Regions from separate parts of the Sorghum bicolor genome. Here region 1 is linked to region 2. Evidence: chromatin contacts called from public HiCAR-type data. All regions are on one chromosome and are shown on one strand. The core of a region is the stretch at or near the end of the contact, and the rest is flanking DNA. Distances in the headings are between cores, read along the strand shown.

Region 1 (2,882 bases), core at 141-2,640, 520 kb after region 2:
TATAATTGATTTAATCAAGAATAAACTTCTACTATTATTCTTTGCGTGTGTTTAGTTCCTCGTAAAATACAAAATGTAAAATATCAACTACTTTGAAACCATAGAATACAAAATATCAAAATTTTTAAAGTTATGTTTAGTTCCATCAAAAAACATGTTTAGTTTCATCTAAAATGCTGAATTTATTGACCTCATGAGAGCCTCTTAAGACTCTTTTGGATTTTTTTAGCTTGAGACCAAAATACAAAATAGAGAATAACCACCTTTTTCCAAAAAAAAAATACATGACATTATTTCGATTATGCAAAGTAATAAACCAAAATCCAAATTTTTTTAGAATAGAAGAGGAACTAAGCATCCCCTCAATCAAAAATTTTGAACTTCAATCAACCTTACCACCAAAGAATGGCTAACATATATGACTTCAAAAACTATATTATAAAACAACTTTTAATAAATTATAGTTTTGATAAATTTTTGTATTTTTTTCATAAATCTAATTAAAATTATAAAAATAGAAAAAAATTCTAGAAGATAATTGATTCAGAAGAGCAAGTTGCGCCTTGTTTAGTTTCAAAAAGTTTTGCAAAATAGAAATAGTACCACTTTCGTTTGTATTTGACAAATATTATCCAATCATATACTAACTAGACTCAAAAGATTCGTCTCGTCAATTCCGACCAAAATGTACAATTAGTTTTTATTTTTGTCTATATTTAATACTTCATGCATGCGTCTAAAGATTTGATGTAACGGGAAATCTGAAAAATTTTACAATTTTTTGGAACTAAACAAGGCCATGTAAAAGAGAAAAGTGAGGCCACATGGTTCATTTTCTGGCGGGATTAGGCCTTGTTTAGTTCCCAAAAACTGTAATACTTTCGTTTTTATTTGACAAACATTGTCCAATCATGTAGTAACTAAGTTTAAAAGATTTGTCTCGCGATTTATAGGCAAAATGTGTAATTAGTTTTTATTTATATATATATATATATATATATATATATATATATATATATATATATAATGTTCCATACATGTGCCGCAGGATTCGATGTGACGGGAATCTTGAAAAGTTTTTGGTTTTTGGGTGAACTAAACAAGGCATTAGGCCCTTAGGCCTTATTTAGTTCCAAAAAATTTTGCAAAATTTTTCAAATTTCCCGTCACATCGAATCTTTACGTAATGCATGGAGTATTAAATACAGACAAAAATAAAAACTGATGAGAGTTTTAAGACTATAAATGAAGCTGTATGGTAGAAGCATTTGTGTATCATTCATTATTCATCATTTTCTAGTGAGATAAACTAGAAACACTGGTGAGTGGTTATGTTTATGAAGGGTTTTTTTTTAACTCAGGACACGTGAACTTGATTGAACATAAAACAGCTGCATTAATGAATGAGTACACGTAGCATAGGAGGAACGGAAAACTCGAAAACTCGGAGGAGCATCTTGAGAGAGCGGCAGCGCAGAAAAGTTGAGCGGAGAAAGCAAAAGAGCAGCAGCGGAGAGGGAGCAACTGTTGCCTGTGCACCTCTCCCCTCCCTATAAGCGCTCCTCCCGAAGCCCACCAGCCCCACCAGGCCACCACCACCACCTTCTCCCCCCCGCCCCTTTCTTCCTTCTTCCTCAGCCCCAAACCCTAACACCCCACCACCACCCCGTCCGCGACGAGGTGGGGCTTAAACCCTACCGCCCACCAGCGGCGGCCATGAAGACGCTGTGCCCCAAGCCCGGCAAGGGCGGCAAGATCCACCCGTCGCCCGCCGAGGACCCCATCGCGGCGGCGTTCCGCCTCCTCCCGGCCGCCATCCTCGTCCTCGTCGCCGGGCTGTGCCCCGAGGACCAGCGGGTCCTGGCCCACCTCGTCACGCGCTCGTTCCTGGTGGGCTGGGACGCCGCCACCGCGCCGCCGCCGGAGCAGCAGCAGGCGCGCGGCGGCGGAGGCGGAGGCGGAGGCACGCGTCGCCGAGCGCGCGGCCACCCGCCCACTGTCGGGTGCCTGTGCTTCGAGTGCTACGGCAGCTTCTGGTCGCGGTGGGACTGCTCCCCGCAGCACGACCGCATCCACGACGTCCTCGAGGCCTTCGAGGAGCACCTCCGCGCCGCCGAGTCCGCCGCCGCCGCCACACCTCCCTCCTCCAAGCGCCGCGACAAGGGAAAGCGCGGCAGGGCTCCTGCTGCCGCAACTACACCTCCGCCGCCGGCGCGGAGCAGCCCCGAGTCCCTGGAGCCCGCCGCTTCCGAGGTGGCGGCCCAGGAACCGCCCTCGTCGCCGCTCCTTCCTTCCTGCCCTTCTACCGCGCCGACTCCCGCGGCGTGCCTCTCCGAGAACACGGAGAATGTCCCGGAAGAGACTGCCGCCTCGGAGGCCCAAGCGGATGACGAATGCGGCGGCGAGGTGGCGGTGGAGGCCGAGGCCGAGGAGGAGAGGAAGCGCGGGTGGGCGGACGTGATGGGCGGCGTGCTGAACCTCCGCCGCTGGGGGATTTGGAGCCCCGCCGCCGTGGAGAGCGGCGCCACCTAGGGGCGGGCAGCAGGCGGCGGCCAATGGCATTCCTGTAAATGCCGGGCTTTTCTAGGGTACTGTTGGCAAAAGATCGGACTGCCTAGGCAGCACCAGCAGCAGAGGTAAAAAAAAAAAAGAAAAGCGCTGGTAATTCTCTTCTCCGTTTGGTTGGGGAAGGGAACTGGAAATCTGCAAGCGCGGGCAACTATTGTAGTATGTGGGGGTAATTATGGCAACCAGTGATTGTGCAACTGAAACAAACAAGATGAACATCACTTGGTGCTTGATAATCGTGTGAATTATGGTCTTGCGTTGCTTGCATTTATCCTGCTCCTGCTCCTGCTTGACTGTTCCATCTGTGCGGGTGC
Region 2 (3,116 bases), core at 34-2,533:
CATGATCTTACATGTAAGATTTAAGACCCCTATTTAATCTCACAGTAATGCTACCCGTCATAAGTCATGTCTTTCTCTCTTGCGTATCCCGACTTCCTGATTTTGACTCGGTATATTTTCTTCTACTTAAGTAATCAATTGCTCCTTCATCGGGGCAACTTTTGTTAAAGTCGTGACCAATAGCACACAATTAATTAATGAGGAATACAAACCAATGACGAGAAAATTATTAAAGATAGAATCATGCTCATGTATTCTAAGGAAATAATAATAACTTGATAGTCACATGCCCTCCATACACAATGGTCATTTGCACCGGCACAAAAGCTGGCATTGCTTGATTTAGCTAGTATGATATCACCATCCAACGTGAGTGGTAGGAGGCAGACACGCATGGCTAGCATTGCATGCATCCTCTTGGCTTCGACCGCCATGACATACTGGTCGTGCATTTTTTTTTTCTATTTTCTAACTATTTAACAATTAGTTGTTACTAGCAGCATAGTTTGTGTAAATTTTTATTTGCTTTTCTAAATTTTATATATTAGTTATTCAAAAGGAATGATTTTAATTAAAGTTTATATTTTATAATTTATGCACAATTTTCAAATTATGGCCTGCTCTTTGATTTTTGGCCTTTTTCTTTTTATAGCTGCTGCATCCCCAATTGCCCATGATAAATTCTGACGTGGTGCCGGTTGGTCGTGCAAAGTTGTAGGCAACTGTCCTTTTCCCGATTTGATTTTTTTTACTATTCGGAGTACGGTTCGGAGGTGTAGATAGATAGAGATAATTTTCAAACAGAACAGATCGACTTTGAAAACCATAATCCGAGTAGAGACCGGAGCTGAAGGAAAAATATTGTGAACTGAAGCCTATACGGACTGGATAGACAAAAAACAAAACCTGGTGGACTAAAATTTTTATTACAATTATATACTAGGGAAAGATTATTTTAAAATCAACTGTCCGTTTACGCCGACTTTGGAGGTGTGTGTGTGTCATGGCTAGGGAATAAATGAATTAAAAAAAATCAAAACCTAAAAAGAAAAGGCCAATTGACCACACTGCCCCTTATTTGTTTCTAGCTCTTCCTTGTCTGAAACACATGCATCGGGAGCGGGCGGCACGATGCGGCGGCGCCTCCCGGCCTCTGGCTCGTGCATGGTGCGGCTTCTGCTCTGGGGCCTGGCCGCCTGGGAGCGCACACACGCGCGAGGCGGCCGCAGATCTCGCCGGGCAGCGGCGGGTCTCCTGCGGCGCTAGGCGCAGCTCCTGCCTCTGCCTGCCCGCCGATATTCTTCTTCTTGGCGTGGCTCAGAGTCAGAGGCACCCCGCTCTTGTTCTTCTAGGCACATGAGGGGCGTCAAGGTGCGTGGCCGCAATCCTGCTCAGTGGATGACTGCATTCCGTTGCGACTTGTGTTCTTCCTTGCCCGCACCTCGTGAGCACCCGCCCAGGTCGAGGCAGCAGTGCCCCCGGTCGCCGTGGCGACGCCGTCGACCCCGTGGGCTTCCTTGCCATGCTCGGTGTCTCGGACCATGTCTTCGCCAAGTTCCTCTGCGTCCGATCTGCATTTATCATCATGCTTCCACGATCCCAACAGTATAGCAGAAATAATCGCCGATGCCAACAGTAGCATGCATGCGGAGCCCGGGCGAATGGTCCCGGGCGCGGGCGGGCGGCGACGTGCGCGCGCGGTCACCGCGGGCGGGTGACCCTCACGTCGCCGTGCCGGGCGGGCGGGCACGACGACCGACCGCGTGAGATCCGGTCAAGACGACTCGTGCTCTGCCTCGGTGGATGCATGTCGTCTGCTCTTGGACATGACATCCGGGATGGAGCACATGCACATGGACATGCCCCGATCCTCTCCTCTTCCACCTACCCTACTCTAAAAGCAAGAGCAAGAGCAAGAGCTCCTCTTCCCTTCCTCCGCCGCATCCCCATGTGCACTGCAGCTAGCGCACATTGTTTTCTGTTCCGCCCTCCAGCAGTCGTCTAGGCCGGTCGGCCGGTCCATTCCATGGCCGACGACGGAGGATTAACGCTGCTGCTACCCTACTGTCGGGGCACTGCACGCCACCTAGGAGCACTAACACGCCGCTTCCCTTCCAATTCCATCCACGGTAATCAATCATATTCTTTATTAAGCTGACATCCTCTTGCGTCTGCCAATTCCCAAATCGATCGTCAGGGAAACGGCAGGCGAATAGAATTTCAATCAAATCATGGTTTAAATCCAACGAGTCCTGGGCTTGGCACAGTTTGGACATATGCACGCCGCACGCCTAATGATAAGTACAGTATACATACAGGGCTCGATCATCAGTTCTGCTTAATTCAATGTATCACATACCAATGGACAGCTTGCATGCGCTCTGTTTCTTGCTTGTAGCATCTGCCCATTCTTAACCTAAACTTGATTGGACTAGTTTAGTTCAATTCAATGCACCAGTCAGCCTGCCTGGCCACTCTAATCTCAAGTTAATCTCCCCAAAGGCCAAAACCAAAACCAAAACCAAAACCAAGCAGCTAGCTAGCTAGCTCTCAGTCAGCATGCAATGGCCCATGCAATGCAACGCATGCCCCCATGATAATGGAGTACTCTGTACTCCTCATCTTGTTTTTGCCCTGAACGGCTGAACCAGTGAACCGAAACCAAGAAGCAGGGGGCATCGAATCCCCAATCATATGCAACAGCCAGACAGCTCATGCCTGCTGCTCCCAATCTGCATGCTGCCAACCCAAGGCCATGCCCATCCATCCATCCATCCATCCATGATACACATACCCTGTCTCCTCCGTCCGTCCATCCATTGCTCCTGTGCACATTCACACACAGAGACACCTGCAGATGCCAATTGCCAAGCCATCAGTTGCAAGCTCTTCTAGTGTTCGTTGCCGCACAAGACTTGAGCTGATGCCAGTGCCACTGTAACCAGGAGATCGATCACGCTATCGCCAGCCCCTCGCTCTTGGTTCCATGGGTACCATTCCGTCCTATCCTGGCCTACTGCGTTGCATTTCTTTCAGATTCCATTTTTTTGTCCACAGAGGTCCGTCCACGCGGCTTTCTAGGAATGGTCTTTTTTTCTTGGATGTCTCTGTTTTTT

Evidence for each region. HiCAR-type assays count read pairs that join an accessible place to other places.
Region 1: a contact with region 2 is called in a HiCAR-type map of leaf, with 6 times the contacts expected there. The contact joins the promoter of LOC8056082 here to the promoter of LOC8059575 in region 2. A contact is called at or near these places in 1 of 4 Hi-C or Micro-C datasets (leaf mesophyll) and 1 of 1 datasets of contacts at active chromatin or transcription factors (leaf).

Annotation. Positions count from the first base shown.
Region 1 is chr4:49,126,291-49,129,172 of Sorghum_bicolor_NCBIv3, forward strand. It overlaps LOC8056082, which reads left to right and starts at 1,391. Exons shown (of 1, transcript XM_002452101.2): 1 at 1,391-2,867. The coding sequence starts at 1,717. The coding sequence ends at 2,532.
Region 2 is chr4:48,607,182-48,610,297 of Sorghum_bicolor_NCBIv3, forward strand. LOC8059575 reads left to right here and starts at 1,284. Exons shown (of 4, transcript XM_021459848.1): 1 at 1,284-1,371.